Regions from separate parts of the Mus musculus genome. Here all the other regions are linked to region 1. A link is a contact called in public ChIA-PET, HiChIP or PLAC-seq and Micro-C data. All regions are on one chromosome and are shown on one strand. Each heading gives the region's core, a stretch centred on a gene start, on an enhancer-like site or on the middle of the called end of the contact. The rest is flanking DNA. Distances are from core to core; before and after follow the strand shown. Region 1 holds the start of Ppp1r9b (protein phosphatase 1, regulatory subunit 9B). Region 2 holds the start of Epn3 (epsin 3). Region 3 overlaps Acsf2 (acyl-CoA synthetase family member 2). Region 4 holds the start of Slc35b1 (solute carrier family 35, member B1). Region 5 holds the start of Acsf2 (acyl-CoA synthetase family member 2). Region 6 overlaps Fam117a (family with sequence similarity 117, member A). Region 7 holds the start of Lrrc59 (leucine rich repeat containing 59).

Evidence for each region. Hi-C and Micro-C count contacts between places; a contact is called where the count stands out from the background. ChIA-PET counts read pairs in DNA pulled down with a chosen protein or histone mark. HiChIP or PLAC-seq counts read pairs in DNA pulled down with a chosen protein or histone mark.
Region 2: a contact with region 1 is called in a FOXA1 HiChIP or PLAC-seq map of pancreatic cancer cells. The contact joins the promoter of Epn3 here to the promoter of Ppp1r9b in region 1.
Region 3: a Micro-C map of embryonic stem cells shows a contact between it and region 1, with 4 times the contacts expected there. The contact joins the enhancer-like site here to the promoter of Ppp1r9b in region 1. A contact is called at or near these places in 1 of 484 Hi-C or Micro-C datasets (embryonic stem cells) and 2 of 115 datasets of contacts at active chromatin or transcription factors (bone marrow-derived macrophages and memory CD8 T cells).
Region 4: a Micro-C map of embryonic stem cells shows a contact between it and region 1, with 2.8 times the contacts expected there. The contact joins the promoter of Slc35b1 here to the promoter of Ppp1r9b in region 1. A contact is called at or near these places in 2 of 484 Hi-C or Micro-C datasets (embryonic stem cells and uterus), 2 of 115 datasets of contacts at active chromatin or transcription factors (effector CD8 T cells and extraembryonic endoderm stem cells) and 2 of 9 other capture datasets (adipose tissue and liver).
Region 5: a contact with region 1 is called in a FOXA1 HiChIP or PLAC-seq map of pancreatic cancer cells. The contact joins the promoter of Acsf2 here to the promoter of Ppp1r9b in region 1. A contact is called at or near these places in 5 of 115 datasets of contacts at active chromatin or transcription factors (the 230-238 cell line, bone marrow-derived dendritic cells, bone marrow-derived macrophages and 2 more).
Region 6: a contact with region 1 is called in an RNA polymerase II ChIA-PET map of memory CD8 T cells, with 9 read pairs. The contact joins the enhancer-like site here to the promoter of Ppp1r9b in region 1. A contact is called at or near these places in 1 of 484 Hi-C or Micro-C datasets (the G1E-ER4 cell line), 3 of 115 datasets of contacts at active chromatin or transcription factors (double positive thymocytes, memory CD8 T cells and pancreatic cancer cells) and 1 of 9 other capture datasets (adipose tissue).
Region 7: a contact with region 1 is called in an RNA polymerase II ChIA-PET map of memory CD8 T cells, with 38 read pairs. The contact joins the promoter of Lrrc59 here to the promoter of Ppp1r9b in region 1. A contact is called at or near these places in 4 of 115 datasets of contacts at active chromatin or transcription factors (the 230-238 cell line, bone marrow-derived macrophages, memory CD8 T cells and 1 more).

What each region holds. Positions count from the first base shown.
Region 1 is chr11:94,989,021-94,993,391 of GRCm38.p6, forward strand. Ppp1r9b (protein phosphatase 1, regulatory subunit 9B) reads left to right here and starts at 2,192. Exons shown (of 10, transcript NM_172261.3): 1 at 2,192-3,898. The coding sequence starts at 2,528.
Region 2 is chr11:94,497,582-94,501,952 of GRCm38.p6, forward strand. It overlaps Epn3 (epsin 3), which reads right to left and starts at 2,393. Exons shown (of 10, transcript NM_027984.3): 1 at 2,112-2,393. Gm51873 (a long non-coding RNA gene) reads left to right here and starts at 1,459. Exons shown (of 2, transcript XR_003949592.1): 1 at 1,459-2,548; 2 at 3,817-4,371. It overlaps Mycbpap (MYCBP associated protein), which reads right to left. Exons shown (of 19, transcript NM_170671.2): 19 at 3,766-3,939. The coding sequence ends at 3,838.
Region 3 is chr11:94,578,691-94,583,061 of GRCm38.p6, forward strand. The region is part of intron 1 of Acsf2 (acyl-CoA synthetase family member 2); the gene reads right to left. Among named protein-coding and RNA genes, the nearest start is that of Chad, 16 kb to the left of the region's middle. Within about 2 kb of position 1,796, at least 10 of the 459 cell types and tissues checked have an H3K27ac peak or open chromatin away from gene starts, as enhancers often do. A contact at or near this core is called in embryonic stem cells, where this site is marked.
Region 4 is chr11:95,382,770-95,387,140 of GRCm38.p6, forward strand. Slc35b1 (solute carrier family 35, member B1) reads left to right here and starts at 2,087. Exons shown (of 9, transcript NM_016752.3): 1 at 2,087-2,344; 2 at 3,032-3,135; 3 at 3,717-3,847. The coding sequence starts at 2,241.
Region 5 is chr11:94,599,414-94,603,784 of GRCm38.p6, forward strand. It overlaps Acsf2 (acyl-CoA synthetase family member 2), which reads right to left and starts at 2,373. Exons shown (of 16, transcript NM_153807.2): 1 at 2,230-2,373. The coding sequence starts at 2,357.
Region 6 is chr11:95,364,285-95,368,655 of GRCm38.p6, forward strand. All of the region lies in intron 2 of Fam117a (family with sequence similarity 117, member A), which reads left to right. Among named protein-coding and RNA genes, the nearest start is that of Slc35b1, 18 kb to the right of the region's middle. Within about 2 kb of position 2,162, at least 136 of the 459 cell types and tissues checked have an H3K27ac peak or open chromatin away from gene starts, as enhancers often do. A contact at or near this core is called in adipose tissue, double positive thymocytes and memory CD8 T cells, where this site is marked.
Region 7 is chr11:94,627,637-94,632,007 of GRCm38.p6, forward strand. Lrrc59 (leucine rich repeat containing 59) reads left to right here and starts at 2,141. Exons shown (of 7, transcript NM_133807.2): 1 at 2,141-2,473. The coding sequence starts at 2,369.

The DNA.
Region 1 (4,371 bases), core at 942-3,441:
AGGAACTCTAAGAACACTGCTCAGATTCCCAACTGGCAATGGGGTGAGCAGAAGGGCATCGCCCAACCACTGCAGAGGGAGCTGGGGATGTAAAACAGTTGCTAAAATGCTTGCTGAGCAAGAAGGAAGCCCTCGGTTGGAGTAACTGCTCAAGCCTGTAATTCCAGCACTCAGGAGGTGGCGGCAGTTGGATCAGAAAAGTTCAAGGTCATCCTTGACTAAGTATTTAGTTCGAAGCCAGCACAGGATACTGCAGGCCCTTTCTCAAAAAACAAGCCACTGACTGCCGTAGCCGGGTTAGGGTGAAGGGCTCAAGCCCCAGACTTGAATTTGAGAACATGTCCTAAAGCTTGTTCATGAAAGATGGGTCAGGAGGGGAGACGGAACCTGGATGGCTTCTTTACCCTGCACAGATCCCCAAACGCAGAACTGGGGAGGGGTAAGTCTCCTGCCCACTGTGCAAAAATGCAGGGGGCATCCGAAAGCCTGAGATTTGGGTTCATCTCCGGCTCCAGATGAGAGCCAAAAAATCTTCCCTCTCCTGGCACACTACTCTAGGGAGCCAGTCCAGTGGTTCTTGGCTCCTCCCCATCCCAATCTTCAGGGTTCCCAGGCGGTTTCCCCACGTCCCATCCCCCCCATGCACAGAGCTCTTTCGCACGTGCCATGGGTTAGTGTCCCACAAAACCCACACACGGAGAACGGAAGGGTAGAGGGTTCCCTCTATGAGCTGGGCCAGGCCAACCGGAGAGAGTGAGAAAACGGGAAGAGGAGGAAGAGGATGGAGGGGAAGAGGGCGGGGGAGGAGGCAGAGGCCGCAGGAAGGCCTGAGATGCAGGAAGCAGCTGGGGAGAGGGGGGAGGCTTTGTGCCTGAGTTGTTTTCTGGGTCCTAGTGTCCACCCTGTTCAGTTCCTGGGAATCTACCAACGACTGGAGGAGCTACACATCTAGACCTGACTGAATATTGGACGGATCCTCACTGCTAGATTGGGGAAGGATAACGGGCATAACAAGGCCCCTTGTTGTGTATGTGAGGAATGAAGGAGCTCTAAAGAAGCTGAGTTTTCAAGGTGGGATTTGTAGGGTACACACACACACAAACACGCTTGCACACAAGTGACCAGAATCCTCTAAGTCTGAGACCCAACGTAGAACTCTCAATAGGGAAACTTTAGCCCTGGGACTCTAGAATCATTCCTTCCAACCTCCCCCAACACCTTACAAACCTTCCTGTTTCAGAGATCTTTTCTGGCAGGTTATGAAGGCCAGGATTCTATACCTCTCCCCAAAGGGGTAGGTGAACAACGTCATTTTAAGACTTCCCAAGGCAAAAAAGCATCTTTGGTAATCTCCTGCCATATGGGTGATGTAACCCCCAACCCTGTCCCTTTCTTCATTTCTCCTCCGGACAGAGCACCACAAAGATTGCTGGGCCCAAGTTTTACATTCTGAAAGATGAAAAAAAAAAAATTCCTATGGGGAATTGTTAAAATGAAGAATCCCAGGTTCCGCCTCTGAGATTCCCCTTCACCTTTGGGAAGGAGCTAGAAATTATGTACTTTGATCTAGCACCCAAAAGTTTTGTTGCTGGTACCCCTGAACACTCTAAGGACCTTTAGAGAAATGATTAAGGGCCCTCCCCACAGAACCCCTTCACTTTGTGGGAGGAGAAGGCCAGTTCCTGCTGTGGCTGGATGGCTCCCCGCCCCCAGGGTTAAATGAGGGGACGCCTAAGTGGATTGTGAAAAGCCGAGTTTGGGATGGGAGGGCTGAAGAAGAATAGCCAAGGTCGGTGAAGCTGCGGAAGGCTGTCCGCCAACTATGAGTAGGAGAGACCAGGCGACAGGGTGGAAGGGAAGGGGAGGGCTCACAGGCTCCGGCCCCGGAAATCCGATCCCTTTAGGACCCAGTGGTACCAGTCCCCCAGCGGCGGCGGCGAGAAGGGCAGCCGCTCGGTCTCCGGCAGCCGCGGTTCGGGCAGAGCTAGAGAAAGACCGAGGCTCGGGGCGCGGGGGGGAGGGAGGGAGGGAGGGAGGCGCGGCGGAGCGGCCCGGGTCAGCGGAGCAGCCACGGGCGCGGGGATGCCGGGCACCCCGAGAGCCAAGGCCCCCGGCCGGAGTAGGGGGCGCCTGCGCCGCCAGCGCCGCTGACACCGCCTCGGAGGATGTGAGCCGGTGCCGTGGCCGCTGCTTCGCGGGCTGGGCGCGCGGTCCCAGCAGCTCCAGCCAGCCTCCGCTTCTTCAATTTGGGTGGGGGCGACCGCACCAGGCCGCTAGAGCTTTCGAAGGGGGCTGGCTGTCTTTGGCAGCTTGGTTGGGGGAGGCGACCCACACAGGGCGCTCGGAGATTTTTTTTTTTTAAAGCAGGGTTAACTGTTTTTTGGCAGCTTGGTTTCTGGGGGACTCTATAGAAGGCCTTTCGGGATTTCTTTCTTTGGGGGGAGGGGGCGGTGGTCCCGACTTGGCCAGCCGCCTGCTGGAGGGGGGCAGCGGGGAGCAGGGGGATGCGAACCCGGCTCCCCCAACCATGATGAAGACGGAGCCTCGGGGGCCCGGGGGTCCCCTCCGGAGCGCCTCCCCGCACCGCAGCGCCTACGAAGCGGGCATCCAGGCACTAAAGCCTCCCGATGCACCCGGGCCCGACGAGGCACCCAAGGCGGCCCACCATAAGAAATATGGCTCCAACGTCCACCGCATCAAAAGTATGTTCCTGCAGATGGGCACCACCGCGGGGCCGCCGGGTGAGGCAGGCGGAGGCGCAGGCATGGCCGAGGCCCCACGGGCGTCCGATCGCGGGGTGCGCCTGTCCCTGCCGCGGGCCAGCAGCCTGAACGAGAACGTAGACCACAGTGCCCTGCTCAAGCTGGGCACCAGTGTGTCGGAGCGCGTGAGCCGCTTCGACTCCAAGCCCGCGCCCTCGGCGCAGCCCGCTCCTCCGCCGCACCCGCCGTCCCGGCTGCAGGAGACGCGGAAGCTGTTCGAACGGAGCGTCCCCGCGGCCTCGGGTGGCGACAAGGAGGCCGTGGCGCGGCGGCTGCTGAGGCAGGAGCGCGCCGGCCTGCAGGACCGGAAGCTGGACGTCGTGGTGCGCTTTAACGGCAGCACCGAGGCGCTGGACAAGCTGGATGCTGACGCCGTGTCGCCGACGGTCAGCCAGCTCAGTGCGGTCTTCGAGAAAGCCGACTCGAGGACCGGCCTTCACCGTGCACCCGGCCCCCCTCGGGCAGCCGGGGCGCCCCAGGTCAACTCGAAGCTGGTCACTAAGCGGTCCCGGGTGTTCCAGCCACCGCCGCCGCCTCCCGCCCCGTCGGGGGATGGCGCGACCGAGAAGGAGCGTGGCCCCGGAGGGCAGCAGCCCCCACAGCACCGGGTGGCCCCTGCCCGACCTCCGCCTAAGCCGCGGGAGGTGCGCAAGATCAAGCCGGTGGAGGTTGAAGAAAGTGGGGAGTCTGAGGCCGAGTCGGCTCCCGGGGAAGTGATCCAGGCCGAGGTGACGGTCCATGCAGCCTTGGAGAATGGCAGCACCCCGGCCACCACAGCCAGCCCTGCACCCGAGGAACCCAAGGCCGAAGCGGTCCCCGAGGAGGAGGCGGCGGCGTCAGTGGCGACGCTAGAGAGGGGGGTGGACAATGGCCGGGCCCCGGACATGGCACCTGAGGAGGTGGATGAATCCAAGAAGGAGGACTTCTCGGAAGCGGACTTGGTGGATGTGAGCGCCTACAGTGGACTCGGGGAGGACTCTGGGGGCAGTGCCCTGGAGGAGGACGATGAAGAAGACGAAGAGGACGGGGAGCCCCCCTATGAGCCGGAGTCAGGGTGTGTGGAGATTCCCGGGCTCTCAGAGGAAGAGGACCCGGCCCCGAGCCGGAAGATCCATTTCAGCACCGCACCGATCCAAGTGAGTGACCCCCCTTGGGCCCCCCGAGCTGCCCTTGCCACGTGCGTGTGGTCGCTCCCGCCCAGACATCCGTGTTTGGCAGGCTGAGTCAGCCCCTGCCACCCAGCCGGGTTCCCAGAAGTTCCCACAATGAGGGAGGCGTGGGGGAACTTCCAGCTGTTTGTCAGAGTGGGAAGGTTTTCAGGTCTGTGATTGTGAAGGTAGCCTGCTGCGACCTGCCCTCAGGTTCCTAACCCCGCCCAGCATCCCTCCCTACTCCACGCCTACTCTGGGACACCTGCTCTCTCTTCCTCCCCCAGACATTCTTTCTTCCAGAAGCTGCCAGAGGCTGGGACTTGGCTGCCCTGAAGGGGTGTGGGACATGTCCTGGGGATACTGTTCCTACACATGTGCTGTCAGGAAGAGAAAGGTGGGGAGCTTAGGGACGCTTCCTGCTTCTGGATGTGTGAGGCTTGGCTCTGTCTGGGGTGACA
Region 2 (4,371 bases), core at 1,143-3,642, 490 kb before region 1:
CCTTTTCGGGCAGAATGGAAGTTCCCTGAGGGCAGGGGCAGTCCAAGCAAACTACCAAGACCTCAGGCATACACAAGACCTCTGATAGCCTAATGGAGGCCGACTCAGGAGAATCAGTCACATGTCTTTCCACAGCCTCAGAAACCAAAGAAGAGTAATACCCCCCCACCCCCGTGGGACTTACCAGAAACCCAAAGTGGGAGCCCTCTGCCAGCACATGGCACTAATATAGTTTTACACATGAATACATTTGTATACACACACACACATAGAAGCTGGATCAGCAAAAACTCCCCTTTCTCCATGACCTCCCCACCTCCTGTCAGCCATAGATAGGTATGATACCTTCCCCAGATCACCCTCCAGTCCCTACTGTTGGGCCTTAGCTGTCCCAGCCTCCTGAACAGAGAGGGGGACATAGGAAGTTTGCCCTTACAGCACCCACAAGTGAAAGATCAGCTCAGTTCAAAGTACCCACAAGTCTTCACAGGTCCCAGTCTTGAGCCAAAGGATGGAATTGTGTGGAAATCAGATCCCCACTGGCCCATAGTGTTGCCTACCTTCCGTCTTTCTGTCTTTCTGTCCGGCTGGCCTTCTGTGGGAATGCCACAGCCACAACTTGTTAAACTCCTGCCCTCCCCCTTACTAATGACTCAGGCCTGTGCTCACCTCCCCAGTGGGAGGGCGGGCTGGCAGCAGCAGAGTCAAGACGGGGAATAATTGTGCACGAAGCCCGCCCTGGTTGGTGTACATGCTCCTCCCTGCTGGCCGCTGGAATTGGCAGAACCAGTCAGATCAGACATCCTGACTCCACCAGAGCCCTACCTGGGCCTGGCTTCCTAGGCCTTCCTACTTTGCCAGGGTGAATACAGCCAGCCTCCATGGAAAAGGGACCTTTTGTGTAGGCTCCATGGCCCTTCCTGGATTTTTCTCCTAGGAGCAAGGTGGACATTGTGGACACACCTTTGCTGGACTTGGGGGGAAAGGAAGGGATCAGAGGCACAAGAAGATGCCTGAGCCTCCTCCACCCTAGCCTGTCATAGACTCTGATGGTGTTTCACCCAGTAGGGACACAGTAAGGAGGAAGAAAGCCAGGGTGAGGTCCCAGAGCATGCCTGAAGCTGAAGTTGAGAGGGAAGGAAGGCGGGAGGCGGGCGCGGCTGGGAGCCCTGCCAGCGGTGTTACAAGCAGAAGGTTTTATCGAACACAATATGCCCGGGAATAAAAGGGAGTGAAACACAAACCCAGCTGCGGCAGCGGCAACGGCAGCCCTGGGCAGCCGGTATGGAATTACTGCAGTGACCTTGAGCCAGACCCTGCCAGGTGGAGGGAAGGACATTGAGAAGCCAGGACCTGGGGAGGCTGCTTCAGAAATGGAAAGAAGGCAGGAGGGTACTCCAGCGGAGTGCACAGGCTAGTCAGGAAGTGGGGGGGGGGCGGGGGGGGCTAGAGTGTAGACTCCCACCTACACACAGGTTCCCAAAGAGATTCGGAGCAGTGGGATCTCTCAGGACACAAATCCAGAAGGGTGCCAGAGTGGGGGATGGAGAGATTCCTAAAAGTCAGCACTGAAGAAGCAGATGGCATCCCCAGGGTGGAGGTTCAGAGAGATGGAAAGAACCAATCACATGCACGGGAATTTGACAAAGTCTGTGTGCACCCCATCAGCCAGCACCCCTCCCCATCTTCTGTCCCCATCAGCTCCAGAGTAAGCAATGGGGGAGTGGCAGTGTCCTTCCTGCTGCTCAGGGAATGGGGGACTGGATATTCCCTAGCCCTAGGTTGTGTGGCTTCATCAGACCTGAGTTGGCTGTGTCCCAGGGAGCAGTGGACTAAAGGGTCATTCTGAGGTTAAAGGTGTAAATACAGAGATGTGCCAGGATCTGGGAGAAACGCTATCAGGAATCTCCAGATGGCCCTGCGCCCCTTTTCTGGGGGTAACAGGAAGGTAGAGAAGTTGCAGGTTAGAAGCCTCCCGGTACTCCACAGCCCTTGCCTTACTCTCTAGAGGTTGGGAAAGAGACTAAGTCCTGAGCCCACTCTAGCCCCCACCCCCACCCCCCAACCCCGCCTTCATGCAGGGCGCCACCGCGGCGCGGGAGGGAGCTTACCTCCAGAGTGGGCTCCCTCGCCCCAGCCCCCGCAGCCTCTGCAGTGACCCTCTGACTTGTATGGGGATGGCACAGCTTCAGGAGCAGCCCCAGAGCCATCCACCATAAACCCTGGTCGCGGGAGCTCTACCTTGGACCGAAAGGCACAGAGCTCTCTCTCGGAAGGACCGCAGGGTCCCCCCAGCGGGTGGCCGCTCAGACTCTCGCGGCTGCCTCCTCGACTCCTGCCGGCCAGCACTCTCGGGAGGAAAGTTGTTCAGCTGGCCAGGCAGGTCTGCCTCAGCAGTAACAGGACACAGGATGACGGGCGGGCGGGCGTGTTTAACCCCTTCCTGCTGTCTGCCGGGCGGTGCCTTCAGGGGAGGAGGCTGGCCTGTTTGTCAGCCGGTGACCCCAGAGGTTTACAGAGCTGGAGTTCATCCACTCCTACCCTTCAAGTGAGTTAACCTTTCCCCTACCTCCTCTGCTAGAAGTAGGTGAGGGTGGGAATGGAGGCCACTCCAATACCTATCCCAAGCCTTAACCCTCCTAGCCGGACGACATTAAAGCAGAAGACAGAACATTCCCTGGGGCTGGTCTTTACCTACTCCCAGCTGGCTTCCCCAGCCTCTCCAAGGGGCCTGAGGACTCTGCCTTTCCAACTCCCGGGAGGATCCTACCTGCCCTGAAGCTCGTTCCATAGCTTACATGCTTACATATGGGAGCTCAGTATGAATTCTAGCGTCCCTGGCTACTGGCTTCCCTCACTCCTCCACTGCTCCCAGAGACCCCCAGCCTAACCAGTTGTTTACAGTCGTTTCAACAGAAACCCCGGGATGATCTGAGCAGGCAGTGCGTGCTTTCCCAGCTGTTACCCTTCACCTACTACACAGTCCCACATTCCTTTGTTCCAGGAAGGAGTAGGAATTCTTCAAGCTGTTTTTGTTGTTTTGAAACGTTGTGGTCCCTCCTTCCCTTCCCCACCCCGACATTGCGCAGGCTGGCCTCAGAGTCATCATGCAGCTCAGGTTGATTTTGAACCCACAACCTTGCTGCTTCAGTGTCCCATAGCAGAAAAATGGTTCCAGGGCCAGATGAGTTGACTGGAGGAAGGGATCTAGCAGACCAGAGCCTCAAGTATTAACTTCTGGCTTAGGACAAGGATCCCCAAAGGGAATGAATGGGAAGAGGAAAACTGTACTTGTGAGAGTTTCTTGGAGTACAGCAAAGAGTTATGCCTTTGTGTTTCTTCAGATCTGGGGTGGGTGTGAGCTCAGCTCCAGTTCCTGCCGGGTTTAAAGAGCTTGACAGGTGCCATCTTTGCCATCTTGAAGGATGAGGAGGGTGCTGAAGTAGAAGCCTTCAGACAGTCAGGTCTCGCCATCTCTGCTTCTCTCCCTAGTCCCTCACTTGAGTTGGCTTCAGGAAGCACGGCCCTGAAAGTCTAGGCCTGAGGCAGGGAACTGCTATGAAAGGCCATCTTGTCCTGTCACCTGACTTCATTCCTTGCCCTGCCACCACCCACTAACTCTTCTGCTTATCCCTTAATCATCACCTCTCTGGTGTGTGTGGCTCTGAGAACTGCACATGTGAGCAGGTGGGATACAGGAGGTCCTAGACCTTCGCCTGATGCCGTTGAGATCCAGCATCCCCAGAGGCACGATGGAAATGGAAATGGTAGGAACCTAAAGATTCTTTATTGACTTTTTTCAAACCATCTTCCCAGGAGGAAGCTTGGGTCCAAGAATCAGCTGCAAAAACGTAAAGACTCTTCAACATTCTTTGTAGAGCTGAGCTCATCAGCCAGGACCATCACATCTGTCACCAGGTTGTCCAGCAACGCATAGACCTGGAAGAGAGGGATAGACATCAGAGGCCAAGGTTTGCTCGGTTTTGCAGGCTCCAATGTATCAGTCTTGCTAAGAGAGACGAGATGGAGAGAGAAACGCCAAAGTTGCTCCGAGACCTGCTGCACGTAATTGTTTTCAGATCTGGAGTGGGCCTGGGCTCAGTCCCAGTTCTGTATTGGTTTTCCGGAAGCCAACTCTCCTTCCTGTAAGATCATAGATCAACATACTGAAGCTTCCAAGACTGAGCCCTCTACTGCAGCTAGACCACACAGCCTAAGAAAATCGACTCTTAGTATCATAGACTGAAAGAGGGGTTTACACTCCAGAGACCCCAGGGACCTATGATTCCTTTCTGGGCCCCGTCAGCCATCAGAAAGCTCACTGATGTCACCGGCAGCATCAAACAGAACTTCTGGTCAAATGAGACCTGA
Region 3 (4,371 bases), core at 546-3,045, 410 kb before region 1:
GTCCTGAGTTCAAACCCCAGCAACCACATGGTGGCTCACAACCATCCGTAATGAGATTTGATACCCTGTTCTGGTGCATCTGAAGACAGCTACAGTGTACTTACATATAATAAATAAATAAATCGTGTAAAAAAAAAAAGCATTTGAAAAAAAAATCCGGAAACCTCTAAAAATCAAGAACAGGGGCTACAGAAATGGCTTAGTGACTAAGAACACAGACTGCTCTTTTAGAGTCTCCAGGTTCAATTCCCCAGCCCCGACACAGTGGCTGACTGACAACTGTCTGTAACTCCAGTCCAAAGCATCTGATGCCCTCTTCTGGCCTCTGATGGTGCACACATATCTGTGCAGGTGAAATATCTAAACACATAAAGTAAAATTAAATAAAATCTCAAAAACAAAAGAAGAGGGAAAGAACACTGATACATTAAGTATTCTAATAATTACAAAAGGGGGTGTGGCTACCGTAGATAGAGTACTTGCCTGACCTTCAATGAAGACTGGGGTTAGCTCCCTAGAACCAGACGGAAGGATGAATGCTTACTAAGTAATTAATTTTCTGTTATTTGCTATGTGGATGACAGATTTTTGACTGCGGTGCCTTCCTTAGAGACTCATTGGACCTAACCACTGGCCTCAATATACACCTATATCTGAGCTGACGGACACCTTGACACTGGAAGTGATGGCCAAGCTACTGGGCTCTGTCAGTATTTCCCTACACTGAAGATTGAGAACTTAAGTTGAGACAGGACCACACATATCGGTGAGCTAATTTCTGAAGCCAGGTTGGACGATTTGTGCCACCTCCAGTATGCAACTGTCCAAATGCCTGTTCACCAATTTAAAAAAAAAAAGATTTATAGTGACTTATTGCTCGTAAGTTCACATAGGAAGGACAGCAAAAGTCTTAATGAGCCGGGCAGTGGTGGCACACGCCTTTAATCCTAGCACTTGGGAGGCAGAGGCAGGCAGACTTCTGAGTTCGAGGCCAGCCTGGTCTACAGAGTGAGTTCCAGGACAGCCAGGGCTACACAGAGAAACCCTGCCTCGAAAAACAAAACAAACAAACAAAAACAAAAAGAAAGAAAAAATATTTTAATGACTGAACCAGATAATTTGAATGAATCTTATAAAAATAATGATAAATAAAAGACATTAGGATCAGGTATGGTGGTGTGCCTTAGTCCCAGAACTCAGGAGGTAGAAGAAAATGAGACAGGCTAGGAAGACTAGGAAAAGAAAGGACCATGGGAAAGGAAAGGGATGTGACATCCCGGAGTGTGGCTTGCTAGAATCTGAAATCTCTCCCTTGCTAGTAGTTGAAATTTTCATCACAATTAACAATACACTTAACAATTAACACTACAATCTGGTCTACAGAGCGAATTCCAGGACAGCCAGGGATACAAGGAGAAACTCGGTCTTGGCTTGGTGGGGTGGTGGTGGTGGTATAGGGTAGATTGCTCATGTGAAGAAAATACTCTTTTTTTTTTTTTTTTTTTTTGCAGAGATATCTGAAGTAAAAGTGGTAGAGCAGCAAAGTGCATGCATGAAATGAAGGAACATATGACCTTTGAATTTAACCTTATCTCTTTCCTGGCTGCTGTAGATGGCTCTCAGGGGCTCTCACAAACAAGGTTATTACCTTGTTAACAGTAAAAACAACTCTACTCTCTTGTGATCTTGTATAGCAAGGATTCCATAGACTTTGTGACCTATGGAGCCACCCTCTTACCTCACTTATTGAAAAGGTTTAAGGAAAAAAAATTCCTTAGAAACCCTTTGAACAATGGAATGCAGAAGTCACCAAAATCTAGCTGGGTGTGGTGGTGCCTGGCGGTCCTCATCCCAGCACCGAGGAAGTAGAAGCCAGGAGTTCAAGGTCATCGTCAGCCACACACCAAAGTTTAATAGAAGAGGCTCTGTCACAAACTCTCTTTAATAAACATCACTCACTGCCTAGTGAGAGCTTTCTGCTAGCCTGGGTTACATAGAGAATTCAGAGATAGCCTGGGGTTCGTAGTCCAACCTGTACTCAAGAAACAAAAACAGTGCTTTAGCTAAGTGATAAAACACTGGCTTGGTGTGCAAAGGCGTAAGTTTGATCCCCAGTACCTCATAGATAGATTGATAGATTGATTGATAGATAGATAGATAGATAGATAGATAGATAGATAGATAGATAGATATTCACCCAGGCATGTGAGGCTGTAATTTCAGTACACCGAAGGCATCAAGAGTTTGAGGCCAACCTGGGCTACACAGCAAGATCCCATCTCAACACAAACAAAACTTAAAGGCAAGTAAAATTAAAAACAAAGAAATGCTGAAGAGATGTCTCGGGTTAAGAGTGTCTCATGCTCCTGCAGGGGATTGGGACTTAAAAGGAAGAGGTTAGGAGAGAAGGGAGGGAGGGGAAGGGAGGGAGACAGGGGGTGGGCACAGCGTAGGGAGTGGTGGCGCACATCTATGATCTAGTAAGAGGTGTTTGTTTAGAAGTTACTTTTGCTAATAACCTTTGACTCCGGACCACAGGAAAGCCTGGCACCTCTGCCTTCCCTTTTCACCTGTCCCCTTCACTTTGTGACAACCTGCTTACCTCTGCTCCTGCCAAAGTGTCTACCTAGAAAGCAGAGATAAAAGTATCTCATTTCCCTTCAAGGTTGAAGTCACAAAGGTTCTCATCTACTAAACCTAGTAGGGCCTGAGGCAGGACAAATCCCAGACAAGATACCATTTCAAAGGTAGAGAAGCTATAAAATGGAGCAGGTGTGTGTGTGTGTGTGTGTGTGTGTGTGTGTGTGTGTGTGCACGAGAGCGCGCACACGCTCACACTTGCTCACACATCTCTGCGGATGCTTGTGCCACAGTGCACATGTGACCTATGGAGATCCGAGGACGGTGGCCCCTTCCTTCCCATCTTATCTTAAGGTAAGGCATGCAGCCCAGCTTTTCCATGAGCTATCAACCTACTATTTTGTAGGACTCAGATTCATTCTCTCTTGCTATCAACAATAGATCTTGCTTCCTCCCAGGGCTATAGGTGAAGAGCAGAGCTACACCACAGCCAGGAATTCTTAATCACCAACACCACCTGCTCACAGTCCTGACTTTTCAAGTCTGACACTCATGTCACTACCCCAAAGATGGCCACATTGACTATATTTCCTATGTAGAAATTTGGGTTGGGTGGGTGAACGTGGCTTGTTGGAGTGGCTAGTGGAAAGCTTTGTCCTAAAAGTTCTAATTATTTGGGAGCCTGAGGCAGGAGGACTGAAGTTCAAGACCAGCATCTACATCATCCCTCCCTCCCTCCTTCCCTTTCTTGGTCTTTCAACGTCATTCAGCCTGGCCTGAAACGCCTGTCTCAAAACAATAACAACAAAAGAAAATGGAGGGCTGGCGAGATGGCTCAGTGGGTAAGATCACTGACTGCTCTTCTAAAGGTCCTGAGTTCAAATCCCAGCAACCACATGGTGGCTCACAACCATCCAAAATGAGATCTGACGCCCTCTTCTGGTGTGTCTGAAGACAGCTACAGTGTACTTACATATAATAAATAAATAAATCAAAAAAAAAAAAAGAAGAAAGAAAATGGAAGTCAAATGTAAAAGGGCCACAGAAGGAATGACAATACAGCACTTGCCTAGACTACAAGGCCCAGCCTGGTCTCCAAAAAGCACTTAAAATACCATACTCTGGGGCCAGCCAGCCGGCTCACGCCTAGCAGCCCAACAGTCTTGAATTCAGTACCCCAAACCCACTTCAAGGTATGCGAGAGCCAGTGCCACAAAGTTGTCTTCTGACCACCACACATGTCACCTGACACTCAGGTGGCCCCCTCCATACAGAGAAAATAATAAATAAGTAATTTAAAGGCATGCTTTTCTATACTTCAATATAAAGTTCTTTTTAAAAAATAAAATAAATTCCTGGCCGGGCAGTGGTGGTGCCCAGTGGTGGTGCACACCTTTAATCCCAATCCCAGCACTTGGGAGGCAGAGGCAGGTGGATTTCTGAGATCAAGGTCAGCCTGCTCTACAGAGTGAGTTCCAGGACAGCCAGGGCTACACAGAGAAACCTTGTCTTAAAAACCTAAATAAACAAAAAGCCTTGTAAGGATTAAGCTACTGCTGATACAGTCATAACCAATAAACGAAACAGCATGTTACTGGAACTATTTGCTACTTTTTTAAAAGCAGAATGCATTATTTCTGGGTAAAATATGTACACACGTCAGCAAATAATGCCGAGCAAACCAAGGAAACACCATCTGTTAGAGATTTCTAGATTAGAAAATCCAAGCCAGATTGGTGGTGTCCCACGCCTTTAGTCCTAGCATTTGGGTGGCAGAAGCAGGTGGGTTTC
Region 4 (4,371 bases), core at 837-3,336, 390 kb after region 1:
TGTACTTACATATAAATAAATAAAATCTTTTAAAAAAAAAAAAAAAAAAAAAAAAGAAAATATGACAACCGTTGGGGTGAGAGAAGAACCATTCTGTGAGTGAAGGAATATCCAAACAGCTTTTTCTAAAAAGACTGTACCAAGTCAGGGAGTAAGGATTGGCACCCTGACCCACTTCACAGCTGGTGCTTCCTAACCAAAGAACCCCCCTGCTGGTTATCACCATTGATCTCACCTGAGGAGACTCAGCCAGGTGGTGGCGGCGGCAACCGCACACATCTTTAATTCCAGCACTTAGGAGGCAGAGGCAGGTGGAGCTCTTGAGTTCAAGGCCAGCCTGTCTACAGAGAGTTCCAGGACAGCCAGTGAAATCCTGTCTTGGAAAAAAATAAAAAACACATGGGGAAACTCAACCCAGGTCAAGTGAATTGTTTGAGGTCCCAGTTGGAAAATAAAAGGCAGAAGTGGAATCCAGACTCACTGTTTGGTTCCCTGGAAGTGTCTGTCTGCTGATTCACTAGAATAAACCAAAGGCCAAGAAAGTAAACGTATAGTGACTCCCAGAAGGAGACACCAGGAAAGGGACAGACCCTATTTTCTCTTAGTCCTCCTAGCCTTGAAAGATGTCTGGCTTGTCCCCAAAGCCTTAGTGAGTCAGGTCCCCAGTGATGGGTGTGGTGCTGCCTGCCTTTCCTTCCTTTGCCTGAGGACGTGCCAAAGGAGCAAGCCTGCTTAGAGGAAAGCAACCCAAGACCCACAACTGCTTGACAATTGGGACTGTTATTAGGTAGGGGACTTGGTGACCTGGTGTTAAGTCTTGCTTTTGCAATTCTAGCAAAGCAGGTGAAGACCCAACTGTTAAATCAGGGAGAAGTCCATGGATGAGACCAAAAATAGGAAGAGGTGTGGTGTGGTGTGGTGTGGTGTGGTGTGTGTGTGTGTGTGTGTGTGTTGCTTCATTGGAGAGTTGGAAGGTCTTGAAGAAAATTTACTTAAGAAGTTGGAAGGGAGCCAGGCAGTGGTGGCGCACTCCTTTAATCCCAGCACTTGGGAGGCTGAGGCAGGCAGATTTCTGAGTTCGAGGTCAGCCAGGTCTACAGAGTGAGTTCCAGGACAGCCAGGGCTACACAGAGAAACCTGTCTCGAAAAACCAAAAAAAAAAAAAAAAAAAAAAAAACACTCGGAAGGGAGGTAAAGAGAAAAGGATTGTAAATTCAACATTATTCTACATAGCAGATTCGAGGACAGCCTGCGCTACATGTGATTATGTCTTTTGTTGTTTTTTAAAAGGCATTTCAATAAATTGAATTTTTCACCTCGAAGAGGTGAGGAAATACGATTAGAGTTGAGAAAATATGATGACTAATACTCCAAACTTGCACAGCACACTTAACAGTTTATAAAACACTTTGGTAAACCTTAGCTCATTTAATCCTCACACCGTTCAATGAGTGACAGGGTGGTTATTACTAATTACCCCTCGTTTGCAGAGCGAGAAAACTGTAGCTCGGAATTTAAGCAACACGTGATGTGCTGCCTCTAAGTGATAAGAGCCCTGACCTATCACAGAGCCTGCCCGGTGGCTCCCTGCCCAAAGAAGAGGACCTGGACTTCTTAGCCAGGTCTTGAACACAGGGTAGACAGGGTTGGAGTCGCTAACGTTGGGCAGCGGCTAGAGGGCGCTACGGCTCTATGAAGCGTTCTTGGCGTTAGGACCCAGCCGAGGCCTGACAGCCAACTGCAAAAAAAAAAAAAAGCCTTTAATTCTCTTCTGGCCTCACCGCCTCTTTCTCCGCCCATCTGTCTATTTTCGCTCTGCGGAGCCAATTGATAACATCCACATACTTATACGTCATCACTATACGCCGCGTAATCGCCTAGGCCTCCCCACCGAGCTCCAGCTTGTAGATGTCCTCGGCGTTGCCTGATCGGAAAAACCTAAAAGAGGAGACAATAACCTCGATATGGCTGGCTTTCCTGGCCACCAGGAATGGAGCCAAGATCTTAAAGCCTTCCTTCTTTCCTAGAACGCTCCTGCCGGGGCAGGAGGCATTTCCCTCTCGGAAGCTCTGAGCTGGCATATCTGGAGGTAGCTGCTCCGGCCTACGAGCCGGCGGTCGCACGCAGCTCCTATGAGGTCCCTGCCGCCGGCCGGCGATGTCCGCCTGGAGCTTTCGCCTTCGCCGCCGGTACCGCTACCTGCTCTGAACGGATCTTCGGCCGACTCGTCCGTGCGTCTCATGGCCGCTAGTAGATCCCTGGTGCCTGATCGGCTGCGCCTGCCGCTCTGCTTCTTGGGTGTCTTTGTCTGCTATTTCTACTATGGGATCCTGCAGGAGAAGATGTGAGCAGACCCTTGAGGGGGCAGGACTCCTAGCATCCCCCAGCCAGGGCCGGAATTCAGTCTCCACCATCCATTTTACGGTCTAGTCTTCAGGCTTCCTGTGTCTGGTACAGGGTTTTCTCTTCTCCGGCTCGGCCCTCTGACCTTTTTTTGCACCCTGCTATTATACATTGCTAGCTGAGCATCCTTGTAATTCTAAAATTTCAGGGCCGGCCTCTGGAGTTTTAGAACGCGATTTTTTTTTTCCCTTTAGATATTTTTACTTTTGTTGATTCCAAGAGTGCTCCGTGACCTGAGCCAGGTCTTATTTTATTTTATTTTTAGAAAGCCCCGAGGTGTTTGCAGACCGTTAATCTTCTTGCTCTGGGTCTTGCCTTTTTTTTTTTTTTTTCTCCTACGGGGGATACTTTTGTTCAGCTGTCTTGACTTTTTTTTTTTCTCCTACCTGTGTCCTTTACGGATATTTTTTCCTTAGGCTATGGTAGCAGTAGGTTGGCGTCTACTGTTTAGACTTAGTTTTTAGGCTTAAATCAAATCGTCTCCTTTGGGTAAATGAGCTCAGTAATCCTTCCTAACTCTAACTACACCCACAAAAGCATGATACTTCCAAAGCTCTCAGTGGATCTGAACATACTTGATGCCACCGAGTAGCACACACTAATTGCTTTTTTATGTGTTTCGTCTTAGCACAAGAGGGAAGTATGGAGAAGGACCCAAACAGGAGACATTCACCTTTGCCTTAACTTTGGTTTTCATCCAGTGTGTGATCAATGCTATGTTTGCCAAGATCTGTGAGTACCTCATAGTAATTTGTTGGGCTCACTCTCCTTCCTCCCATATTCTGGGCATAGACGTGGATTCATCTTTAAAAATCAAAGTTTTCCCTACCTCCACACCCTTGAGTATTTAAACAGCTTCTCTACAGACTGTAAAACCAATGGCTGTGAAATGAGATTAAAATATTAGGCCTCTAAATTATACCAACTTTTTAGTTGGAGACGACTGGGCCGTCTATATTCCAAATCCCCATTGAAAGCCCTTAGAACATTTTCCCCTTTATCCCTTTGACTTCGCTTTGTGTGTCAGCTTCAAACATGTCTTTGTTCCTGTCAGTAGAGTTAAGCCATCCTTTCTTGAACTCAGTGAATCTCTCCCTCCACTCAGCATGTGGTTGTGTTAGGCTTAAGGGGAACTGGGACGATGAATAATTTTCAGAGATTTCCCAGCTTAAGAGGATAGAAATAGCGGTCTTACTTGACAGGCAAGTTCCTTTCCTATGGCCTCAACTTTTTGCTTAGTGGTCCATCCTTGCCCCACCGGGTTTCTCTTGTATGTTTTGTTTGTTTTTGTTTTATTTTTTGTCTTCTCCCAGTGATCCAGTTTTTTGACACTGCCAGGGTGGATCGCACTCGGACCTGGCTCTATGCTGCCTGTTCTGTCTCCTATGTGGGTGCCATGGTCTCCAGCAACTCAGCCCTGCAGTTTGTCAACTATCCAACTCAGGTGAAACCTCAGGGTGAGATGAGAGTTGGCTCAGAAATTGTGTGGACAGGACTAAGGGGATCTTCCCTCCTCTTCCCCTCAGGTCTGTGACTTAAAGGAAACAATCCTAGAAGGCTAGGGAGTGAGCTCAGTTAGTAGAGCTGGCTTAGCATGCGTGAAGACCTGGGTTCCATCCCCAACACTGCATGAGCGAGGCATGGTGTCACATGCCTGCCTGCAGTCCTTGTACTTGGGAGGTAGAGGCTGGAGGGTCAGAATCAGAGGCTCATGATCATGTTCTGCTGTAGCAGTGTATCCAGTTCAAAGCCAGCCTGGGCTACTTGAAACTATGTTCAAAACAAAACAAACCTTGAAACTATGTTCAAAATATAAATAAATAATAGGAAAAAAGAAAGAAACACTCAAAGCAGAGTATGCTTGAGAAAGAGTTTAGGACCTAGAGTTGGGTACAGGTTGGGTTTGGCCATGATAGGGCTGCCTCCTGAGACCAAGCTGTGGGGTTGAGGGCCAATGTTGTCGCCTCT
Region 5 (4,371 bases), core at 1,123-3,622, 390 kb before region 1:
TCTTTTCTTTTTCTTTTCTTTCTTTCTTTCTTTTCTTTTCTTTTTTTTTTTTTTTTTTTTTTTTCGAGACAGGATTTCTCTGTGTAGTCCTGGCTGTCCTGGAACTCACTTTGTAGACCAGGCTGGCCTCGAACTCAGAAATCTGCCTGCCTCTGCCTCCCGAGTGCTGGGATTAAAGGCATGCGCCACCACACCCAGCTGGATCCCCAACTTTCACACAAAAGCTTGGCACCATGGCTCAGCCACCTGTAACTTCTCAGTGCTAGGGGCTGGGGGACAGAGAAGAAAAAATCCCTAGAACTCACTGGCTAGCCATCCTAGCAGAATCAATGGGTCCCAGGCTCAGTACCCTACCTCAAAATGGTAAGGTAGAGAGAGATAAAGGAAAACACATTTATCAGTTGCCTTCACCTGCACTTAAAACACAAGTGAGGGCTGGAGAGATGGCTCAGCGGTTAAGAGCACCGACAGCTCTGCCAGAGGTCCTGAGTTCAAATCCCAGCAACCATATGGTGGCTCACAACCACCTATAATGGGATCCGATGCACTCTTTTGGTGTGTGTCTGAAGACAGCTGCAGTGTACTCATATTAAAAAACAAACAGCCGGGCGTGGTGGCGCACGCCTTTAATCCCAGCACTTGGGAGGCAGAGGAAGGTGGATTTCTGAGTTCAAGGCCAGCCTGGTCTACAGAGTGAGTTCCAGGACAGCCAGGGCTACACAGAGAAACTCTGTCTCGAAAAAACCTCCCCCAAAAGAAAGAAAGAAAAGAAAGAAAGAAGGAAAGAAAGAAAGAAAGGAAGGAAGGAAGGAAGGAAGGAAGGAAGGAAGGAAGGAAAAACAAAAACAAAAATCACATGTGCATGGAGCCATGAGCCCCTAGGTCTCCTCAGGAAAGAAGGCAGAGGGATGTTAAAGCACTTCACAGGAGCTGAACATGTACTAACATCAGTGTTAGAGTGCTAATTCACATACATACATACATACACACACACACACACACACACACACACACACACACACACACACACCAGTTTGTTTCTTAATTCTCAGAAGGCACTTAGCTCTCAGAACCTGAGAGTTCCAGCCAAAAAGACATCTTCCAACTTGTCCGTCCAACTTCTTCTCAGGGGGGCTGTCTTTTGATTGGGTGCACAGGGTTTATCTGTTTAGCCCCAACTGTCCTGGAATTTACTTCATAGGCCAAGCTGGCCTTGAACTCAGAAACCCTGGCTCTGCCTTAAAGGTACACACCACTACTCTCATCGGCCTTAGTAGTGTCTTTTAAACTTAGTAGTGTTTTCTGAGACATATTCCTCTTTCTGCCGTGCCTCCACTATTCCTTTCCAAGACCACAGCCTGCACAATAATACGGACAACAGGCTTAGTAGTTTGCCCTTCCGTGCGGTAGAGCAGGATAGGCGATGTGCATACCTACTGGACGCAGAGGATACCACCATTCACCTTGTTGCACAGCCAACTCTCCCAGCTTGGCCTTTCCCCAGCAAGCTCCTGCAGTCCCCTCCGTGTCTGGTCATATTAGATTTATTCAGCCAACTCTCTCCTGCCAACCCCTTTCCCAGATCTTGCACTGAAGACAGATGAAAAAATGGGCCCAGAAGTGGTAATGACTGAAAGGAGGAAGGAAGCCGGGCAGTGGTGGTACAGGTCTTTAGTCTCTGCACTCAGAAGGCAGAGTCAGGCAGATCTCTGTGATTTCAAGGCTAGCCTGGTGTACAGAGCGAGTTTCAGGACAACCACAGCTACAGAGAGAACCCTGCTCCAAAAAGTAGAGGAGGTGGTGGAGGAAAAGAAGGAAGGAAAAGAAAACAAAGGAAGGAAAGATCTGTTATACTCAGTGCCCTGTGGACCCCCAAACGGTCCCCACATTTTTCACGGGAGTTAATACAGCTGAGAGAATGCCCTAGCAGTATTCAGCTCTATTCCTCGGGTGTACTGTTAAAAAGCCTCCACTCCTGGCTCTGTGTACCACATGGGACGCATACAGAATTCTGAACTAGAATTTGAACTCAGCCTGGGACTCCTGTGGCTATGAGCAGCAGCCCCAGATCCCGGGCAGGCCTGGCTTTTCCCTTTGCCTAGGTGGTAGGGTAGTGTGTGTGAGGGCTACCCAGAGTGGGGTCAGCCCCTGCCAAGCACTGCAGAACTCCCAAGTTCCCTTCTCGGGACTGCCCAGCCCCCTCTCTTTTCGGAATGCTGCTCGGGGTACCTGAGAGCGCGGACACTCTGCAACTTCGAGTTCGGCCGAGGGCGAGAGAGCAGCGTCCGGGGGCCCCGCGCCCCCAGGCTCGCGATACACAGCCTCCCGAAGCGCAGCATCCCGTGATAGACAGCCATGGCTCGCTTCCGCCGCGGGTCCGGGCCGGGAGTAAACTTTGAAAGTGAACGAGGCGAGGGTAATTAAGAAGCGGACGGGGAGGCGGGAGGGTCGCTCTGCCTATGGGGTGAGGAGGACTGGGTCCCCGCGGGGCGGGGCGGGGCGGGGCGAGGAGAGGCCGGGAAGTGGCGACTCGGTCCTGGCCACCTTTGCGTGGGAACTGCAGCCCTTCAAGCCCGCCCTCGAAGTCCCGCCCTTGTCCCCCCTCCCCCTCCCGGGGCTCCCAAGACCGGCTCTGCAGCACAATACAGGGCCTTCCTGCAATCATCACTCTAACTTTGGAGGGCCTAAGAGTTTCATAAACGGGAAAACAATCAACAGTCTATATAGAGCCAGATGACAATGCCTGGACTGGTTGGTCCCACGTGCCCAGTAGGGCTTGGGTCACGTGGGGACTTCCTGGGTGCTGAGCTACAGGCCAAAGGAATCTGCCCCGAGTGCCCCTGAGGCCTGCCAACTGGAGCAGAGGGCCTCTGGGGAGAGGAAAGGTAGTTGGGACCTACCGCTCTGATGGGTAAACCCCTCTGTATTCGGAGACCTCCGGGGACCAAGGTGCTAGTCTGGCCAGAGGCTAAGAGTCAGCTTTACTTCGACCTTGCATCCTCCCCACGACTCTGAGAAGAGTACCAGGTAGACAAGATTAGGTGGCATCAGGGACGCGTCTGTTGTATCCTACCTTCCCTCTTTCTGCTCTAGCCTGAAGCCTTAAACACAATTTCCTCAGCTGCTCCCCTAGGCTCCAAAGGACCCTGACTTTGTGACTCAACCCTCTAGCTGTGCCCTTAGGAATGTATTCTAACGTCATCCAAGGAGGATGGGTGACAAGATCTACAAGAGGTGAGTGCTCAGGCTGTGCGCTGGGTGTCCAAAGATGAGTACACTAGTCCTCCACTTTCTAGCTCCTCGTTGTCCTGAACGATCTGGGAAAGAAGAGAAGAAAGGCCCCCGGCCGGGTGGCTTCCCTTCTCCTGACTTGGAATGAAGAAAGCCAGGCAGAGGAACAGTTGGCGGAGGGTGGAGGTTAGCCTGGTGAACCTTTGCCTTGATCTGGTTCAGCTGGGGTCATGACTAATACAGCTACTCCTTCTCTGATCTCCAGAGTGACCAGATATCTCTCTCTTTCTCTCCCTCTCCCTCTCCCTCTGACAGCTTTTTGGAAAGAATCTGTGTTCCGTTGGAGAACAAGTCAAGAGGAGAGACTTTGAAAAGCTGGGCTTGAAACGGCATGATGCCCTCCAAATCAAATGTATACAGTGGTTTCAGACAGCCAGGCCCAGGGAGTGAAGGGTGCTGACTGGTATCCCAAGTTCAGGAGCCAAGCCCTGCCTTGAAGGCTTGGTGGATGACCCTGGACAAATCGTTGATTCCTTCTAGATAAATAATTGTCCTGGCAAAGTGAAGGGTACATTCTGGTCCCCGGGACCCTTTCTCTTCCTGACTAGTCTCTGAGTGAGTCTTGGGGGGAAGGGAAGATAAGCCATTCTGCCTGTCCTATGGGCTAGCCTGGGGAAGCCTTTATCGCCTTCCCCTTGTTTCTCTGACTCAGAAATGGACTCATAGACCTGCATGATTCCAGCCAGGGCAATAAAGGTAGGAGAATCAGGAACTCAAAGTCATCTTCAGCTACACAGGGAGTCTGTGGCCACCCTAGGGAGAAAAAAAAGAGACAGACAGACAGACAGACAGACAGAGAAAGGGGCTCTAATGTCAACATGAAGTAGCTTTTTTTTTTTTTTTTTTTGAGACAGGGTCTCATATAGCTCAGGCTGACCTCATCTGTATAAATCTTAGCATGACCTTGAACTTTGATCCTCCTGCCTCCTTTTGTCTTCTGGAATTACAGACTTGCACCACTGTGGCCAATCTTATGTGATTTGTTCGTGCACACCATACGTGCACACAATGGAGATCAGAAGACAACTTGTTGAAGTTGGTCTCTCCTTACACTGTGTGAGTCCAGGGATTGAACTCAGG
Region 6 (4,371 bases), core at 912-3,411, 380 kb after region 1:
CAGGGTTTTTCCATCTTTGTTTTCTTTTGTAAACATAGGTGAAAATGAGTTTGCATTCCACCTGGTGGAAAAGAGACGTCAAGCTGGGGCTTACAGTTTGGATTTCAGGGTTTACATGTGGAGAATCTGCAGCTGGCTTTTAAGTTTGGGACTTTTAAAATGAGATTTGCCCTCCTGAAGTTAAACTAAGGCCAACATTTGGTCCAGTTTGCATTCCCCAGGCATTCGAGGAAGTGGCCAAAGAGGCGCTGAGCCAGGGTCGACCCCATTGGATCAGTAGGTGTAGGGCATTCTCGTGAAGAGCTACACCTTGCCAGCAGCCAGGCCAGAGCTGCTCCAGGGCATCCGAGTCCTGCACAGCCCAGCTTTCTCTCCTGTGTTTTCATGAACAGTCCTGCCCTTGGAAGGGATCTCCACAGACCATCCAGCCCATGTGTCCATCTTTTGGATAAGATTTGTTAACTTGAGCAAAAAAGTCAATCTCATCTGGAAATTACCCAAAGAAGTTTCTTAGTCTGACCTAGGATTTCAGTCTTCTTAGCATTTAAGTTTGGTAAGAGCCAGGCTCCCTTTGGGGGCAGCTTAAGCTGAGTCCTCTTCAACTTGCAGGGAAGAACACCTAGCTTGGCCCAGCCCTTCATTCTGGGTAACAGGACAAGAAGGGGTGAGGCAGCTCTTCCTTTGCTGTGTAGAGTGTATCCAGTCTGCCCCCATCCATGTTGCATGACAGCCGGGTCGTATGGACCCCCATGCTCCATGCAGCTCGCTCTGCCTCCTCAGCTCATCCCACCAGCTCCTTTCTTTTTATGAGATCCACTTTCAAATGTGTCTAATGAACATTTGAACACCCTCTCCTTTCCAATGGTTACAAGATTTGGTTTCTTTGAGCCTGGTTTCCAGTTGCCTGAAGGCCCGAGAACAGACAACCAAGGGATGTCATGGGGCTGATGTCTGGCAAAGTCTAGAGGAGCAAGAGTCTTCCAGAAATGCCCCTTGTTGTATCAAAAAGAATTGAAACAAGGTTAAAGCAGTAAGGTGATATCAATGGCCAGTCCTCTGTAGAAGTGCAGGAAGGAGGTGAAGGGGAGCAGGCGCTCTCCGGGAGCCTGCACTGGTCTCCCTTTATCCTTAGATAAGGAGACAGGGGCATGCTTCATCCCTCGTGAGCCTGGCAGTACACACTCCTTTCTCTATGGCTCAGGCCAGATAATGTAGTAAATCACGGAGGGCTTCCTGCAGGGGTGGACCTTGATGTTGCTTCAAGTAGGTGGATGCATGAGCATCTTGCTTTGCTAGACATCAGGCAGCGTATCCCTACCTCGGTCATTTCCTGTTTGCCAGCCTCTGTCCAGTGGCTGTCCTATTTCTCATGGAGCTTTCTCTCTGTCACCCCAGGCAGGGCTGGCCTCAGACATTCTCTGGCCAAGTTGGAGTGGCCTGGGTTCTGAGCTGCGTGTTTTTGCTTCGGCTTCCAGCTGCAGGCCAGATCTTTTATATAACAAGTCTGGGCTCCTTGCCACAGCGAGACAGAGGTCAGCGATGTGCCTCCATGGGTCTGGCAAGGCCCAGCCCTCGAGCTTTCCTCTTTCCCGGGATGGGCTCCAGCCCTCGCTCGAGGAACTCTTAGCAACCTGTCAATATTGTGGCTGCAGGCAAGAGGTGGGAGGATTCTGATCGGTGTAAGCATCCAACCCCAAGTATGTGCTCTGCCCATCTCCCAGGCCTGCTCTTCAGGGAAGTTTCTGCTCCTAGGCTTGGGTTCCACTCAAATTACTGCTTGAGGCTCCTGTGCCTGGTACAAGCTGCCACATTTAGCACTGGCATTACACTGTGAAAGCTTTAGGCTCAACTGCCATCTCCCCAGAAGGCCTTGTGCATCCCTTCTGAACAGCGAGAGATCACCCAGGAGGATGGATGAAATTTTCAGGAAATGTGGAGAAGGGAAAGGGGAGTGGGGAATCTAGATCTATTAAGGTCTTTGAAAGCATGCCTCTGTGTGTGTGTGTATGTGTGTGTGTGTGTCCGTCCGTCTGTCTGTCTGTCTGTCTGGTTGGTTTGCTTGTTGGGTTGTAATGCTGGAGATAGATAGAGCTTAGGGCTTCAGGCAGGCAAGGCAAGTGCTTGTGCTCTGCCACTGAGCTACATCCTGAGTTCATTAAAAGCCTTTCAGCTGTTAGGAGTGGATGGATGCCAGACCTTTCCCAGTCGCTTTGAGCAAGCCAGCTATTCCTACCCTGCCCCTCACTCGCACCCTTTCTCTCTAGCCATAGCAGTGAAACATTCCGTGGTCTGCTTCATCCAGCCTAATGGCAGGTACTTGTTACTGTTCTCCTGGGTGCCTAACCTCCCTGTGTTAGAGGCTATGCCATTGCTGACACTCCCAGGAATGTGCTTTTCAGTTACAGCTGAGGCTAAGCAGCTCTTTCCCAGAACCTCCCCTAGAGGGCTTTGCTCCTTCCAAGCCAGTGTCAGAGCTAGGCCTCAGACCCAGAGCACCTGCCTTTAGAGAGCTGGGCGTGCTGTGTGCTCCAGGCCTGTTAGTGCATAGGGCAGAAGAGATTGAAGAGTGCTCAGCACTTGGGTCTATGGCAATGCTATGATCCCAGGATCCCCTTCCTGGCCATGTTCCATGTTTTCAGTCAAGTACAAGTCAATGTTCAGACAACCGTAGACTGAGTAGGAGCAAGGCTCCTCACATATGAGGGAAGAGGAACAAAAACAGCTATTCTGGAAAGGAGGAAGGGGTGTAACCGGGACACCTGGGGAGGGGCCACGGCTTCGATGCTTGTATCTTTTTCAATGTTGGGGATGGAACCCAGGGCCTGCACATGCTAGCCAGATGCTGTACTTCTGAGCTAGACTTCCAGCTGGCTTGCTTTGAGCCAAGAGGGCCAATGTGAAAGGTGTGAACAGGTGTTTCCAGCAGTGGCTTCCTGAGACAGGGCCAGCGAGAGCTAGGGAGTCACTCCCCCCAGCACCACTTCCTGTGGCATCTCCATCTTCTGCAGGAAGTCCTGTGTCTGAGAGAAGTTTTTCAGAATTGTCTCAGTTTATTTGAGTGTGTTTTCTCTTCTGTGGCCCACCCTTCCTCCAGGCCATCTGGGAACCCAGAGCTGGCCACCAAGTGCTTTAAGTTGGCCTCTCCTAGTGGCTGTGCCCTGGCCAGGGCTCGTGATGGCAGCACATGCCAGTGGCTGTGGTTACCTCTATCCCTTCTTACTGGGCAAAGTATATGAGCCTTGTACTCTTCTGGAGGGAGGAAGTGGGCTTCCCACAGCCGGGATGACTGTTTGAGCAAAGTTCCCCAGCTGGTGGCATCCTTCCCACAGAAGGGACCTCGGGTACCTCCCCTGCCTGGCTCCACTCACACTCGCTTCTTTCCATCCCCATTTCTGCTTAATTGTGGGGAAACCTCTGTGATCCCCACTCCTGCTCCCATTTACCTCTGACTTTTCTTTAGTCTTAAGTTCTTACCAGACGTCATCAGGGAGCATCCCAAAGGCCGGAGGCTGAGCAGCCTCCTGGCTGGAGAGGACTTCCTTTCTGTCTTTCCTGCATCAGGGGCAGGGGTCCTGCCTTTCCCTGAGCTGCTGCCTCAGTGTTCCCTGATGGCACATGACCCAGTGTGACCGTCACAGACCTTTAAAAAATTGTTTTGTTTTTTGTTTGTTTTTGTTTTTGTGGGCATAAGGGCTTGGGCACAGAGCCTGTTTTCCAAACTAGTGTCCAAGACCAGTGGGTCAGTGCATGGTTTGACAATACAACAAATACTTAAATGTGGCCATGATGGAAAATCTGAGGGTTATCCAGTCACTGCTAAGGTAGAAATGGCAGCTTTGGCCACCTGCAGCCATAGTTCTGGTGCTGGCCAGTGGTGCTGGCCTCCGAGCCTTTTTGTTTGGTCAAAGTCCTAATGGACTGGCTTCCTTCTGAACTGAGCTCAGCACCTGCCCTCTGACATATATATATATATATATATATATATATATATATATATATCCCCAGTCAGGTCCTGGGCTGCTCTTTACTTCTGACAGGTACAGTGTGGGTATGTTCCCAGGCCCCAGCCCGGCTCTGCGCATGGAGCATGCCCAGGAGCCAAGGTTACTGGAGACACTGAGGGCCTGGACTCTTCCCCTCCTGGTCATGACCTCCAGGTAGAAACTTAGCTGGGTTGGAGACCAAGAAAGCCATCCCAGTGTGGAGGGCCCATCCTCCTTGCTTTGGCTGCTCTGTTGGCTCTGTGGGAAGCTGTCTTCCTCTTCCATGCCCATCTATCCCTCCACATGCTGCCCTGGAATCTTATAATCCCTGGCAAGACAATCGTCCTCTACCCATGCATGCACGGTTTTGTACAGCAGCTGCAGACCT
Region 7 (4,371 bases), core at 891-3,390, 360 kb before region 1:
CTTCCCATTGTGGACAATTATGCTTTACACAATATATCCACTCTAGCATTGCAATTTCCCTAAGTCTTAAAATCCCTTCATCAACACTAAGCCACGGAATATCAGGCATCTCCAAGTCATTTCCAGTAGGCCATCTTTTGATAAACACCTCAGCCAACCATTCAAACAAACTTTTGACACCTTTTTTAACTATGCGAGCTTCCGTATTAAACCTAGAATCTCTACTCAGAGGACCCATGTCAATAAACTCAGCCTGCTCTAGTTTTATGTTCCTTCCACCCTTATCCCACACCCTTAAAATCCATTCCCACACATATTCACCAGGTTTCTGCTTGAATGAATTAGCAAACTCATTAAGCTCCTTAGTAGTGTAGCGAATTTCCTCATGGACTATACTTTCTACCTCCCCTCTAGGAGCCTGTTTTGCTTTGAGTCTGGTTACAGGTCTAGAAGAAACTATTGGTGGGCCGTGAGCAGACTCTGCAAAATTAATTTCCTCATGTGGGGAAGGCATTATTTCAAGAGGTGGGGCTGAGGGTACTACTTCCTCAGGTGGGGCAAACCCTTGAGAATCTGAGGATTCAAAATTCTCAGCTTCAACATGGTCTTCCCACACATCCCCGTCCCATGTTGTAGGATCCCATTCTTTGCCAATTAGAGCCCTTACTTTAACTGTCGACACACTCTGAGGCTGAGACTTGAATTTTCTCTGTAGTTCAGCCAACCTTACAATGAGAGTTTCTGTTTGATTTTCTGCAACTTGAGCTCTATTGCTACAAGAGAGAAGATTCTCCTCAAGGACACACTTAGCAACTTTTAGATCGTTTACTTGTGTCTGGAGCCTTTCGATTTTATCACACAACTCCTTCCTTTCATTCATCATTTTTTCCACAGATACTAAGAGCAGCCAGCCAGTAAAATCATTTTTCGATTTTTTCCCCATCTTGTAGAAAGCTTTGTGCACTGAATCACCTAATTCATTAAGAAAATCAAGGGCATTAGCTTCTTTAAGTTCGGAATATAGTTTCAACCATGGGTCTTCAAAATTCTCTGAGCTCCCAGGAGGGAGAGAATCTGGAGAGGTTTCAATATTTGAAAGTGCTGGTGGATCAACAAGCCAATTCCAGTATTTTAAAAGATTCATCCTTGTACTTCTGTTACTCTAGAACCACTCCTGGTACCAACTTCTGTATTAGTCAGGGTTCTCTAGAGTCACAGAACTTATGGATAATCTCTAAATAGTAAAGGAATTTATTGATGACTTACAGTCGGCAGCCGAATTCCCAACAATTGTTCAGTCGCAGCTGTGAATGGAAGTCCAAGGATCTAGCAGTTACTCAGTCTCACGCAGCAAGCAGGCAAAGGAGCAAGAGCAAGAGCTAGACTCCCTTCTTCCAATGTCCTTATATTGTCTCCAGCAAAAGGTGTAGCCCAGATTAAAGGTGTGTTCCACCACACCTTTAATCCCAGATGAAAGGCATAGCCCAGATTAAAGGTGTGTTCCTTAACTCGGAGATTCAATCTTCTGGAATCCATAGCCACTATGGCTCAAGATCTTCAAACCAAGATCCAGATAAGGATCTCCAAGCCTCCAGATAAGGGTCACTGGTGAGCCTTCCAATTCCGGATTGTAGTTCATTCCAAATATTGTCAAGTTGACAACCAGGAATAGCCACTACAGACAGGTTCTTGCTATGTAGCCCTGCATGGCCTGGAACTTGTTATGTAGACCAGGCAGGCCTCTAATTGGTAGGGATCTTTCATGTGCTGAGATTAAAGGGCTGGAGAGAAGAGGGCTGAAGACTGAAGCCGAAAAGGAAGAGGAAGTTTACAGTAACCGTAAATTCGGAAGAAAGCTAGGAGAAATTTTGGAGGATACCCTCAGAGTTGGCTCCTATTTCAGAGTATAGGGATGATCTTATGAGGGATGCAAACACAGGTCATGGAAAGTGCAGTTTCTGTCCTTTCGGGCTCCAGATGCCTCCGGACTGCCACGTCTAGCAACTCAGCTCCTCCCGGCGGAGGTGGCGCCCCGCAGATGCAGTTTGCCAGCCTGGACGGCAGAGGGCGCGCCGGTACACGCTCGGGCCTCTCTGGCCCAGCCCATCTCAGTGGCCGCGGAAGGTGACGTGGACACGGAAGTGGTCGTCGTCGCGGCGGCACCGGTGGGAGCGGGGCCCTGGGCTGGGAGTGCGGCGGGCGAGCGGACGGGCGGCGGAGGCCTCGCAGCGGCGGCGGAGGCGACGGCGGCTTAAGGCGCAGGCGTGGTCCGTTGGGTGTGAGTCCGCCGAGCCCACGAGCGGCCCCTCATCCCTCTCTCCTGCCCGTCGGAAACCGGGAGCCAGGGACCCGCTTAGCCGGCGTCATCATGACCAAGGCCGGTAGCAAGGGCGGGAACCTCCGCGACAAGCTGGACGGCAATGAGCTGGACCTGAGCCTCAGCGACCTGAATGAAGTCCCCGTCAAGGAGCTGGTCAGTACGACCCCACGAGCCTCGGGAGCCCACCTACTCCTGACGCCGGCCCCACGCGGGCAGGCCCCTCTCTTAAGCCTCAGTTTCCCGTTCTTTAAAAAACTAGGTCTCCTGGGAGGCTGCGGTCGGTCCCAGTATTCTTATTGCGGTGCACACGTGTCACTTTGGCACAGTTCCAGGAGATAGGGTCGCTCTAGCTACCCGATCCTGGGCTTTTTCGGGGCCAGTAATGAATTTGTCCTGGTTTTGGGGAGCTCTCAACAAGGTCCGGCTTCGTGCTGGGCCTTAGAGTGGAAAGCCGCGGGAAGGGTTGCTGGATGTGTTTCGAGGATGAATGAATGACCGGGTCCCGGGAAGTAGGCCTCCAGATAGACCTGGGTGTGGCGCCGAACCCAGCTTTTTCCTGAGAAGCCTGCAATCCCAGCTGGCTTTCGCAGCTTGGGGGCGGCTCTCCTTGAAGAAAGTGAAATCTCTTTGCAGGACTGGCAAAGGTTCTCATCCCAGCTGCTCTGAAACTGTCCGGAATGGCGCCACACCCTCCATCTCCCTCCACTCCCAATCCCATTTGGAAGCCTGAGGCCCTAGGGACAGCACACACTTAATTTGCTGCCAACATAGAGCAACATCCTCGATCAGTGCTTACCCAGCTCTGCGCTCCCTAGCTCTAACGTCTCATGTTAGCTTCACTTTGGATGACCTACACTTTTCTTATTGCCATTAAGGGATTATACTTGGCCTTGGCAATTGGCCGAATCCCCACCCCCACCCCCTTTGTGGCTGTGTAGTATGGTGGTTTGAATGGCATGCCCAGTTCACTTCCCAGCTCCCGTTGCTCAATAGCTCGATGTCCTTGGCAAGCTAACCAGCCAACCTTTGTGTCTAGATTTCCTCATTTGTAAGATGGTGTTAATGGTTCTGGTCTCGTACACTTAGGGGGGTTAAAATCATAAGACAAGCCGGGCCTGGTGGGGACGCCTTTAATCCCAGAGCTCGGGAGGCAGAGGCAGGTGGATTTCTGAGTTTGAGGCCAGCCTGGTCTACAGAGTGAGTTCCAGGACAGCCAGGGCTATACAGAGAAACCCTGTCTAGAAAAACCAAAAAAAAAAAAAAAAAAAAATCATAAGACAAAGAATTGGAAGGTAGCTGGTGTTTTCCCTGCTCTGGTACCCGGAACTTCTTTACACGTAAAGTGGTCAGACGTACCTCTGAGATTTGGACCTGGGACCCTTGACTGCATGTCCACCGTCCTTCTCCAGAAGACGGCCACATGTACTTGAGCCTGGCCCGAGGAAAGCTATCTGGAACCCCTTCACCACAGGCATGTGGTCATTATAGTGCTGTCCTTGGGGTGAAGAAAGGGTCGGTTCTGCAGAGCCTCTCTAGTCCTGGACACCACTGAGAACTAGAGACGGGCTATGAGGGCCTTCTCTCTTGTTCTGTAGCCAGGGCCCTCCCCAGAGCAGGTACTCAGTACCAACACATGTTGGTGGTCAGAGACCTGAACAAATGAGTAAATTAAACCCCAGTGCTTTACTAGACCCAGTTCCTGCCCTGAAACCAAATAACGGGGCACTAGAGAAAACGTGAAGTGCCCAAGGAGCTTGAGAAGGTTGGGTTTCCTTGGACACTCTATAGTCAAGCTCCTCACCCCCACCCCCCAACCCCCCTTCCCAGTCTTCCCTATATCTTTGTTGACTGGCTTTTTTCTTAAACCCAAGAACATTATACTTTCGTGCCTTTCTTCCTCCTCAGGGCGTTATTGTGAAGCAGAAGTTAGATATGGTATCCTCTTGTCTTCTGAAAACTAGGGTCACAGCATGTGCCACCCTGCCCCCCCCCCCTTATTGTTTTTAAAGGCCTTTGCTAATTGTGGTAATTGTGGGAACATTCTCTGGAAA